Regions from separate parts of the Ostrinia nubilalis genome. Here region 2 is linked to region 1. Evidence: chromatin contacts called from public Hi-C data. All regions are on one chromosome and are shown on one strand. The core of a region is the stretch at or near the end of the contact, and the rest is flanking DNA. Distances in the headings are between cores, read along the strand shown. Region 1 holds the start of LOC135072734 (radial spoke head protein 9 homolog). Region 2 holds the start of LOC135073013 (ommochrome-binding protein-like).

Region 1 (5,455 bases), core at 1,095-3,594:
AATAACTGATCTCATTCCTTTCATGTTGCGTGCACTGGAATTTTCGATTAAGTCCAATTATTTTGTTGCAGATTTCAACCAAGCAGTTGATGGTGCGTTAGTGACTTGCAATGGCTGATTGGCGACATTAACAAGGTATACTTAATTTAATATGTAGTGGAAATCGTCCTACCTACTTACTTATTTTTGTCTTCTTTGCGTTGCTTTTGTATACCTAATGTGTGTGTATGTTGAGGTTAACTTTTGAAAATAAGCTTGGGGTCAACATTTATTGATTGAAACTAAAATATTCACGTTAGAAAAATAAATTTACAGTAGGAAAGGGACGTCTAATCCAAAATTTTAAGTGATCTAATTCCTTTCAGGTTATATGCTATGGCTTCTTGACTGAGTCTAATTATTTTGTTGCAGCTTGAAAGCTGCACCATCAACAGCTTGGTTTCAATCTTGATGGTGCGTTGGTGGTGACCATGGCTGATCTTGGCTGATTGGCGAGAATAACAAGGTAAGTACCTACAAATTGTCCTGCTTACTTCTTTGTGTCTACTTTGCGTTGCTTTTATATTGTAGAATCTGTGTGTGTTATGCTTGAATTTAGCAGCTTTTGTGAAGAAGCTTGAGTAGCTTCGTATAACGAAACATTTGTTGAATCTAATATACCTATTAGCGTTAGGAAAGGGACATCCACATTCTTAACTGATCTAATTACTTGCACGTTGCATTATATTGGAGCTTTCAACCAAAGTTGTTGATAATGTGTTGGTGACAATGGCTGATTGGTGAGAGTAAAAAGGTAAGCCAATAATCCCCACTTCTTTAAATCTACAGTAGGAAAGGAACTTCCAAATTTTTAACCGATCTAATTTCTTTCATGTTACATACATGCTATAGCTTCTTCTTGTCTAATTCTAATTAATTTGTTGCAGATTTCAACGAAGCTGTTGATGGTGCGTTGGTGACGTGGCTGATTGGCGAGAAATACAAGGTAAGTACTTAATTATTTTCGTCTTTTTTGTGTTGCTTTTGTATAAATCTGTGTGTTGTGGTTAAGCTTAGATTTAGCAGCTTTTGAAAATGAGCTTGAGGCCTATTTTCGTATAACGAAACATTTTTTGAAACTAAAATATTCACGTTTGAATAATAAATCTACAGTAAGAAAGGAAGTTCCAAACCAATGTTTGTTTAATCCTTTCACGTTGCATGCATTGTATATTCTCGACTAAGTCTAATTATTTTGTTGCAGACTTCACCAAGTTGATGGTGCGTTGGTGACTGGCTGATTGGCGAGATTATCAAGGTAAGTGCCAATTATTGTCCTGCTTAGTTACTTCTGTTTGTCGTCTTTGCGTTGCTTTTATATAATGTGTGTGTGTTGTGGTTATGCTTGGATTTAGCAGCTTTTGAAAAAAGTTTGAGGCCTATTTTAGAATAACGAAACATTTATTAAAACTAAAATATTCACGTTAGAATAGAATAATAAATCTATAGTAGGAAAGGGACGTCCAAATTTTTTCTGCCATTACCAACGTACAGAAAGCCACCGTCTGGGCTCTTAACTTTGTGAAAGTACGTCATTCCTGGCCAGTACAGGCTGCGCAGGTAGGCCACACTTCCCGATTTCTCCAGGGACAGGCTCCAGCACCCGCTAGGGATGTCTTGGTCGATAGAGTCAAGGAAATCCATGCTGTAGTTGTAGTCTTGCCTCGTCAGAAGGTTGGTATTCCAACGCTGCTGTGGCTGTCTGATGTGCAAGTACGACTTCAATTGTTTGGCCTCGGCTCCTGTGAGGCCATAGAAGTTAGGGTTGATGATCACTTGGCCGTCGGGCTGCTTGATGAGCTGCCCCCGCGCGCATATCTCGGCCTCGTCACAAATGTTGCTGATGGTGGCAGCGATGCGGCTCTCCTCCTTCATTAAGCGGCATCTTTCTGGATGATTCTCCTCCAGAGATTCGTCGAGTACCTTGATTTTGAGGGAAGGGTCGCCGCGTAAGGGGAAAGTTGTTAGAAGGGACAAGATCTTGTACTTCTTCTTAGGCTTAGGGAGGAGGCCCCAGAACTTAAAGTCAGTGGTGTAGAAGTACTTGCGGTCGGCGAGGGCGTCGTTATTGATGCCGACGGCGATGTGGTAGTCGGCGTCTACCGCATACAACTGCCCCCAGTACTGGATGTGGCTGAAGTGGTTCTCAACTTGGAGCAGGGTCAAAGAGTTCTGGAGCAGCGATATCAGCTCGCTGGTCAGCATCATGCCGTTTACGTTCACGTACTCTCTGTATTCCCACAATTTGTGCACATTCATTATTAGGAAGAAAATTACGTAATCTTTTTTCAGTAAAATAAACACGGTTGTTTTCAAAATTGACAAGTGACAATTTACTTTTATTGAGGTCCTTGCATTTCAAACGTGCAAAGAGATATTTTATAATCATTAATTTTGTCTATGTAGGTATGTATTATCAATTAATTATTATTTTAATTATAAAGGCACTGGGCCTCTATCAGAAGGAACTCTAGGGGTGGAATCTCCATTGGCGTGGGTTAACGGGCAAGGAGATAATATCTTGGATGGTTGACAATCACTTTTCCTACAATTTAACGTTCCACCAAACTCAACACGCTTTTCAAAGATAACCTCGCAGCCGCCTGCTCACACTTGACATGACACAACTGATTGACAGTTATCTTTTTCTGCGCATCAGTCGGGTGTTACGTTTAGGAATCACAAACCTTCCGCTCTACAGATTTACAGATAACATAATATTAAGATTGGTACTATTAATCATCAATAATAATTTGCAGCATCTGTGTCCGGCGCCGACAAATAAATATCCTTACACACAATATCTTTACCAAATTTCATCAAAAATAAGGCGTGAAAGCGTAACATACAGACAGTGCAGGTATTACTTTCGCATTTTTAATATCATTATACCCGCAAAAAATCAAAATTGTGTAGATTTTACGAGACGTATTCATGATTTACAGGCAACCAATTTGCCCAAGGATATTCCTCATGTGCAAAAAATCCGCAGGGGCTCTCGGTAAACGGAGCTTCGGTCTCGTGTGACAATTACCGACATCAAATATTTGCTGGCCCTCTGTCGGTCGTAATTCGTAACTTGACCGCTGACATATCCAGCGTAAGTTGACCTCTACTATCTAAGGCTTCATACGACGCTTTGGCTTGGGCTACGCTGGTTATTTCGCCTACAACTAGACACGCAATTTGCTTATTTTCCCAGATTACGACTGATCGGGTTGCTTGTTTGCAGACTCGTGGGTGATATTTGGAAGAAAATATTGCGGGTTCAGATGTGTAAAAATAGGGTATCGGATGCCTAGGTGTGGTGAGCGAATGAGGGTATTTTATGGGCCATTATTGACGTACTGGATGAGACGAACGAAGGAATAAGTACCTACATACGAAGGACTAACATTTTGTTGTCTGTATTTTTTTTTTGTATATTTTTATTGAAAATTAATAAGTAGGCAAAGTTACTAACTTTCTAACTTTAAGTTAGACCAAGTTTTAGAAAAATCTTTATTGAAATGTTCTTACTACTCGACACAAGATGTCGCTTGACAAAAAAGCACACTTACTATTTTGTTTTTTTTTTTAATTGCGCCCTATTTGATTATTAAATAAGTTATAAAATTTTACACATAATATAAATTTTAAAATTGTGTATTTACACGTTGTATTTTTAATAAAATTTAGACTTAAATTCAGTAGTTTGATCAAGCCGCTCACCGCTAGATGGCGTTAGCTGTTCCAAAATTACACAAATTGCAATAATCATCATCAGTATGCTATTCTTTTTATGTAAAATCTCAATTAAAATTAATTAGATTGTATTAAGCAATGTTTCTTTATATTTGTGGTTGCAGTTAATAACCCGTTAGACCAATTACAATATGTCTCTTAGAGTCGTTTTAAAATTTTAGTTTGCAGTAGATTTACAGCATTTCATTTCATCTAACATTTAAGCAACACATCATTACATTTATTTGCTTTTTCTTATTTTTTATCATCATACCTACTTTATTTATATTATTCTTTATGTAGCCAACATTGATTTTGCCCACACACCAATAGACACGCACGAATGTTTTATAATCGCGATTATATGCAAATCTATTGAGTTTTTATCATATTTTGAGGGTAGGTGCGTGATTCTAAACAATGAAGTGTGTGATCGAGTGTCGGCGATCTATAGACAAAACATGTCCGTTAGACAAAGCGCGAACACGTGCGACAATTAGCCACTTGTCTTTAATGCAGGGGTGTGTAACTATCGGCTTTAGATTAGAATAAAAATATACTCTTTTAATTTAAAAAGATATGAAAGTTCTCAAAGTAAAGAAACTTAGTTTTTCTTTGTTTCATAGTGGTCTTGCGCTGCTTTTTCTCAGCACTGGCCCATTTATTATCCCGAAGCAGTGGTAGGGTTACTTAATACTGTGTAAAAGTTTTTTAAAAGCCTACTTGCAAAAATAAAGTGAGTTTTATGAGTTTTTATGAGTTATTAGCACACCGGTTCACTTATTTGTAAAAACGGAATTCGAATCCGCGACCTCGTACTTTACTTACTTTGGACACCGTCTATGCTTTTTGGTGGGTACATACGAAATCCTCTAATAGAATTAATTTCTTTATGCCATGAAACTAGCAATGTGTACTGAAATATCCAGGTGGTGATCGGCTGGTATGGGGAAATTCGGGAATAAAATAATACCTACCTTGTTATGGGAACTTACGTGAATTTATAGTCTTAAATTTTGGTTAAAAACTATATTTTCTAAAAGCCATTAAAATTCATTCATATGATTGACACAAGAGCTTTTTAAAAACAATTATTAAGCTACTGTTGCCAACGTATTCTTCGAAAATGTTGTTAACCCCTAAGTGCGCGACGGAGCGCGATTCGGCACGCGCTGGGGAGGCACACGTCAAACCTCTCGTCCTCCCTCCAGGTACGAGAGGCGGATGACGAACCGTCCAGATTGCACCGATAAGGATTTCACTCTGATTGAGAGGGTAATGATGCAAGTAAGGGGAAAGGTTAAGACGACTCGTTTCGTTGAGAGCTCTCATCTGTATTAGGCACCGTTTTGAAATCTTTCTTTTTCAAGTTAAACCAATTACAGATTCTGATCTTGTTCTTCATATCCAAGAGTTAGTGATATTCAAGTAAACACTTCGTTCTGAGAAATAGCTACGATTCCTTCTTAGATCAATTGCCGGCATAAGGGATTATGTTGGTATCACAGATACATGCAAAATATCATACTTATCTGTATGGCAATTGTGTCCTTCAATTTATGGTAGAGATGACAAGAAGTTTAATTATTATAAAGATACCTATCTAATCATCAGATTACATTACAAATCTGTCATAGTAAGGTAGGAGGTACCTAAAGTAAGCAAATTTTCTCATTATCATAAGCATTGTGAA
Region 2 (5,455 bases), core at 1,742-4,241, 200 kb after region 1:
CCTATTATTTTTGTTATTAGGTAAAGTGTTCTAATTGATAAAAAAAGAACTTTGACACAGTTTTTAAAGTTCGCCGACGGGTCTTTCTGATACAATTTTCGTGTTTCTTTAATTCAACCCATGAACTCTATGTAACTATCCATTTTGCGTAGGTAAATATAGTATCTAGGTAAGCCTACTCTGCAAAAGTGATTGGTTTTCTAATCCGTAATATTTCAAAATCTTTTGAGGCTTAAAGTACTATATTAAGCAGAATTATTTTAGAGGTAAATCATAACGAGGCAACACCGCGCACCGGACAATGTTTAGTAAGATGTCTTCTCACGAGCTCGCAGGAGCGTGATAATCAGATTGACTTGCTGACACTTCGGCCCCATTGTGTCCCTGACGCTTTAAACGCACATTTTTCTGTGTTTGATGCGTTTAGTCGGAATCCTTTGTGGAGGCATACATTGTTACAATTTAATTTTGAAGATTTAGTTTTTTGCTCGTGAGTTTTGGCGCGTCCTACCTTGCATATTATTTGTAATCTACCGTCTACCCTTCGATTTTTTTTTAGATAAGTAGCAAGCAAGCATTACATTCAAATTGTCGGATTTTATTTGTAAATATAGGTACCTATTTAGTACAATATTTGGTAGGCTATCTATCTATGAAAAAAATACTGAAACCAAAAAATATACCTATGAGTAGAGCAAGGATGAAATAGTTAAAATTCTAGAAATAAATTACAAATATTTTGTGGCAATCAAAAATTTGATAAATGAATAAACGAAGATTTCCAATCCGAAATACCAACTCAAAAAGTTTCGGCCTGATAGTGACATCTAGCGGTCAGTAGCAACATTAAACATGAAGTTTGCATTGCCATCTATCGTTGGGTAGTAGATTTAAATTTTTCTTGTGAACGTATCCATGTACTGACGTCATTGAAAATTAATTCGTAGCAACAACACTAGATGGCGTTTATCAGATATTTCAGAAAGTAAAAAATATTAAAATAAAACAGTACATAATTTTACCAATACTAAATTATCAGCCAGTTCGTACAATTCACACCTATGAAGAAGTAGATGTTTTTTTTATTTTGACATGATTAAAGTTGTTGCGTTTGAGCAGTGGAATCACCCATGCGGCGAGGATAACAATCATGGGCATAAGTACCCCTGGAAGTAACAAGGAGCTAGGTGAAACTATCTGGCTTAAAAATATGACTTGCCCCTTTACCTAGGCCAGAAGCTGAGTACGCCCATGAATGATCCTCAAAAATCCTACTTGAATTGCTAAAATCGGAAAAAGGCTTATCCCCGTTTTCACCATCAATCCTTCATCAATTTTTAGGCATAAATTACTTAAATTTAAGCTATTCCGAGTTCAGATTCTGAAAACCATTGCATTTATAGCTTTTAATAATATTGTTTCTTTGTTTAACCTTGTCGATTTCAAGTTTATCTGTTCATTCAGTCGCTGTATTACAGTTACGACTTGTTTACATAATTTTATCTATTTCCATATTGCTATTATCTTTCATGAAGTACCTACCTACCTTTATGTAAGTAAACACTGCAGCTATAATGTAAATAAACTTGTATTATGTATATTCAAGGTTATGTGCTATCTATTAGTTGTTACTGTTTACCTTTTAAGTAATTGATTTGTTAATACTTAGATGATTAACAATTTTGTTGAGGAAAAAGCATTCGTATTCATATTCATTTATTGCACCTTATTGTTATAACATAGGTGTTAGTATGTAAACATTTTAATCCCTGTATGGAGGTACTGTAATTTCTTTGCCAATTTATTGTGGAACGTTGTTCGATTCCTCGTCTTTAGTTTTATTATCATCGCCGAACATGTCTGAGGTCAGGGTCAGGCGCATCACACTGTTCTCTGTTCCGTAGATGATCTGCTTGTCCCCCTCGAAAGCAAACCCATAGATGTCGGGAAACGCAGCGAACTTCTGCACAGCATTCCCGTTAACCTGGTAAATAGCATCCGATGTCGAGAAGTACAAGTCACCGTTGACGTCAGTGTTGAAACCATTCACATTGTACGAGCCCAGCTCGTAGACCCGCCCCTCCGAAGTCCGCCTCAGGTCCCCATCCAAAGAGTAAACTATACTATCATCCTTTTCCAGGGCCACCAGCGTTGCCTTTACGTCCATCAGTTCCGGCACGAGTCTAAGCCTCTCATTTTTGTAAACGAACGCTTTCTGGTCAGGATAGGTGGTGAAATAGAGGCCGTTTTTGTAAAACATCTGCCAGATGTTGCTTTCCGTGATGTTCAAGTTTGTGGCTGTTTTGGTACGGTAATCGAATTTGTGGACACCTGTGTCGCCACCGATGTAAACAATTTTTTGTTGGGTGTCGTAAGCGTTGGCGAAGCCATTGTGGACGCCGGGGATGGTGCCTGAAGTGCCGTCTTTTAAGTTAACGTAAGCAGAGCGGAAGACGTTGTCATCTCCTTCGCGCCGGTGTTGTTCGTAGACGGAGTAGCTGAAGAACAAGGTGTTGGTGTCGCGGTCGATGTCCAGCTGGTAGGGCTTCGCGACGTCTTTCATCAGCACAGTCCCGGCGTTAGCTGGGACTCGGTAATACCCGCCGTGCAACTTACTCGTAACTCCATAGCCACTAACCAAGGCAGCACTCGCCAACAAAACTACTAAATTCATCTGCATCATCTGCAAGGAAGATAACGTGCCTAAGTGAGTACATTTATAAACAAAATAAAAAATAAAAGATTTAATAAAGACAGAAACAATATGGACCTAACCACCTACCTTACATAATTATGGTAATGCAATAAATTTATTGAATATTAAAACACAGTGCAAGTACTAACCTTTCACGCTGCAGATTCCACTCGTAACTATCGTCGAAACTCAGAAGTTTTATAATGTGTTTGCTATCTGCATAGCAAAGGTGAAGGAATATTATCGATAGGGTAAACTGACCGGTGACAGGTTTAGTTGATGCAAACTAACTGAATAAATTATAAATTAGCCAATTGACCCATTAAGTACTGACATTAAAACAGTCACGGCACGGAGCCATTAGAAGCAGGGCACACGTTGCTTCAGTTACCACAAGTGTAGAAGAAGGGATCAAGATCCAGACTGACTACCTACTTGTGCTTGATTCCAATAAATAGTAAGCGGATAACTAACATTTACAATAAACAATAGTAACTGGTCAATATAAACTGGTCATATTAAAAGGGCACGCGGGAAGAACCTACACTATTCGTTTACGTCATTTCAATGGTGACTAGATCCGATTCCAAGAGTGTAACAGTAACAGCTACTCTGATGTATTTTAATCTATTTAATCTTTCCGCAGATAGGTACGATACCTACCTACTTACCTACTTGCATTAAAATTTTCAAAAATTCTTCCCCTCTCTAACATTATACTGTAGTGTGCCCGTTAGGGTTCAAAATTGTATTTAAACAATAATGCCATACAACCTCTGTAACATTAGGGATGCAAAAACGAGATACTTACAGCAAGTAGGTACCAAAATCAAATTATCTTTTTTCGAAATAAGGTTACTACTACCCGTTCAAATTGAAATTCGGATATTATGTTTAATCTAGTAGAAGATCATAACTTCTTAATTACGTACCATTACCTCAAAAGTAATTAAAAAATAATAAACAAAATACCTATCGTAGAATATTTGTTGTTGATGATTTGTTTTGACTAGGTGTTAGATACCAGGTATGTTGACGATATTAAGGAAAATAAAATAAGTAGGTACCTAATAACTTGATGATTCATCGGTCGATAGACTAAAAGTAAATGTTATTTTGATGTTGTTATTTACTGACTAAACAATGTGACATTTACCAAATGAAATAATAAAGTACAGTTAAGATAAAAAGTAGCCAAGGAGGCAGTTTTATTTAGACGCGACCATAATGGTAGACCGACGACCTGATAAAGGTAGCAGGAAGGCGCTGGATGCAACCGTGCGATGTGGAAGTCATTGGGGGAGGCCTATGATCAGCAGTGGACGTCCTATGGCTGACATGATGATGATGATGATGAATAATGGTGGCGGTTTTGAACTCTGATCGAGATCCGAGGAACGCAGTTTCGAACCCCATTGCCGCTGGACTATCGAGGAGAAATCCATTCTCGTAACACTTAAGCATATTGACTTACCACCAGGGGTTAACGGGACTATTTGGACAGTTAAATTAGAAAGTACATATTGATTAAGTACCTCTTAGTGCAAATAGTTAACATTCTGATGGGTGGCCTTCTTGACGGCAGATATCGATCCCGTGTTAAGTATGAATGCAGCCATACCTACCTACTTTTGAAAAACAATCAGGTACCTGCCTAAGTGTTTGAGATAATTAAGTACTTAAATTCCACTCTAGGTTTCACCATGATTTCCACCTTTGCGTAACTTTTTGAGAGAAAAAAAAATTGGTAAGGCCAGGTAATTTAGAACTTACTAGGTACTTTGTAACTAATTAGTTTATTGCGCTTTTCTTAGGTTTGTAGGTAGGTAACATAAAAACTGTATGTTTTTTTAAAAACTAGTTAAAATAGTAGGTAGGTACGTCATGTGCTTAATGATGATTGAGGGTCTACTATATTGACGAAGTTAGAGATCTACTTCGTTTGCTTATTTTGCATAACTCTGCACTAGCCCGCCGATGTTTCCGAACCGCATGCCTCCGTCGACCTCCACCACGGTGCCGGTGACGAGCGCGCTGAGCTCGTCGCTGGCCAGGTGCGCCACCATCTTGGCGATGTCCTCTCCCGAGCACACGCGCCCCAGCGGGATGGAGCCCGAGGCGTTCTTCAGCCAGTCCTGGTACTGCTTCTCGTTGTAGTCCGTTAGTCGCTGCACGAACTTGCTCACCTGGGGTTGTAATGAAAAATAAGAGACTGTTGTTGTTGTTGTTTCAGCCGAAAGACGTCCACTGCTGGACAAAGGCCTCCCCCAAGGATTTCCACAAAGACGGGTCCTGCGCCGCTCGCATCCAGGCACCTCCCGCGACCCTCACCAGATCGTCGGTCCACCTAGATTGTCTTGATTAGCCTTCTTAAGGCTGATCTAGACAAAATAACCCGATATTTTTTAAAGGGGCGGCAACAATTCAATGTTCCCTGTTCAATGCCCGCGTAAGTACGTAACTTAGATCAGTAATGAAGGGGGTATTAAGTAGTGGGTTAAAGTACTCACAGTGACGCCGGGGCTAACGGTGTTGACGCGCACGCGCAGTGGTGCCAGTTCTAGAGCGATGAGTTTCGAAAAGTGGTCCAGCGCCGCCTGCAAGCGAACTTGACTTTGTTGCACTTTCTCATAAAGCCTTAAAATTATTGTGGTTCAGCTTTTGATTTTGAACTCCTAGTCACGGTATCGACTAGGAAACACTCTTACCAACATAAACGGATATCTATGTTTGTGCAGGGATTCAACCCGCAACCACTAG

The links. A called contact is a pair of places that touch in the nucleus more often than the background predicts.
Region 2: a Hi-C map of whole body shows a contact between it and region 1, with 9 times the contacts expected there. The contact joins the promoter of LOC135073013 here to the promoter of LOC135072734 in region 1. A contact is called at or near these places in 4 of 5 Hi-C or Micro-C datasets (whole body and whole larva).

What each region holds. Positions count from the first base shown.
Region 1 is chr6:17,698,973-17,704,427 of ilOstNubi1.1, forward strand. LOC135072734 (radial spoke head protein 9 homolog) reads right to left here and starts at 2,345. Exons shown (of 1, transcript XM_063966762.1): 1 at 1,470-2,345. The coding sequence starts at 2,298. The coding sequence ends at 1,483.
Region 2 is chr6:17,900,285-17,905,739 of ilOstNubi1.1, forward strand. It overlaps LOC135073013 (ommochrome-binding protein-like), which reads right to left and starts at 2,992. Exons shown (of 2, transcript XM_063967010.1): 1 at 2,845-2,992; 2 at 1,799-2,683. The coding sequence starts at 2,683. The coding sequence ends at 1,802. It overlaps LOC135072756 (3-oxoacyl-[acyl-carrier-protein] reductase FabG-like), which reads right to left. Exons shown (of 4, transcript XM_063966794.1): 3 at 5,206-5,292; 4 at 4,473-4,881. The coding sequence ends at 4,642.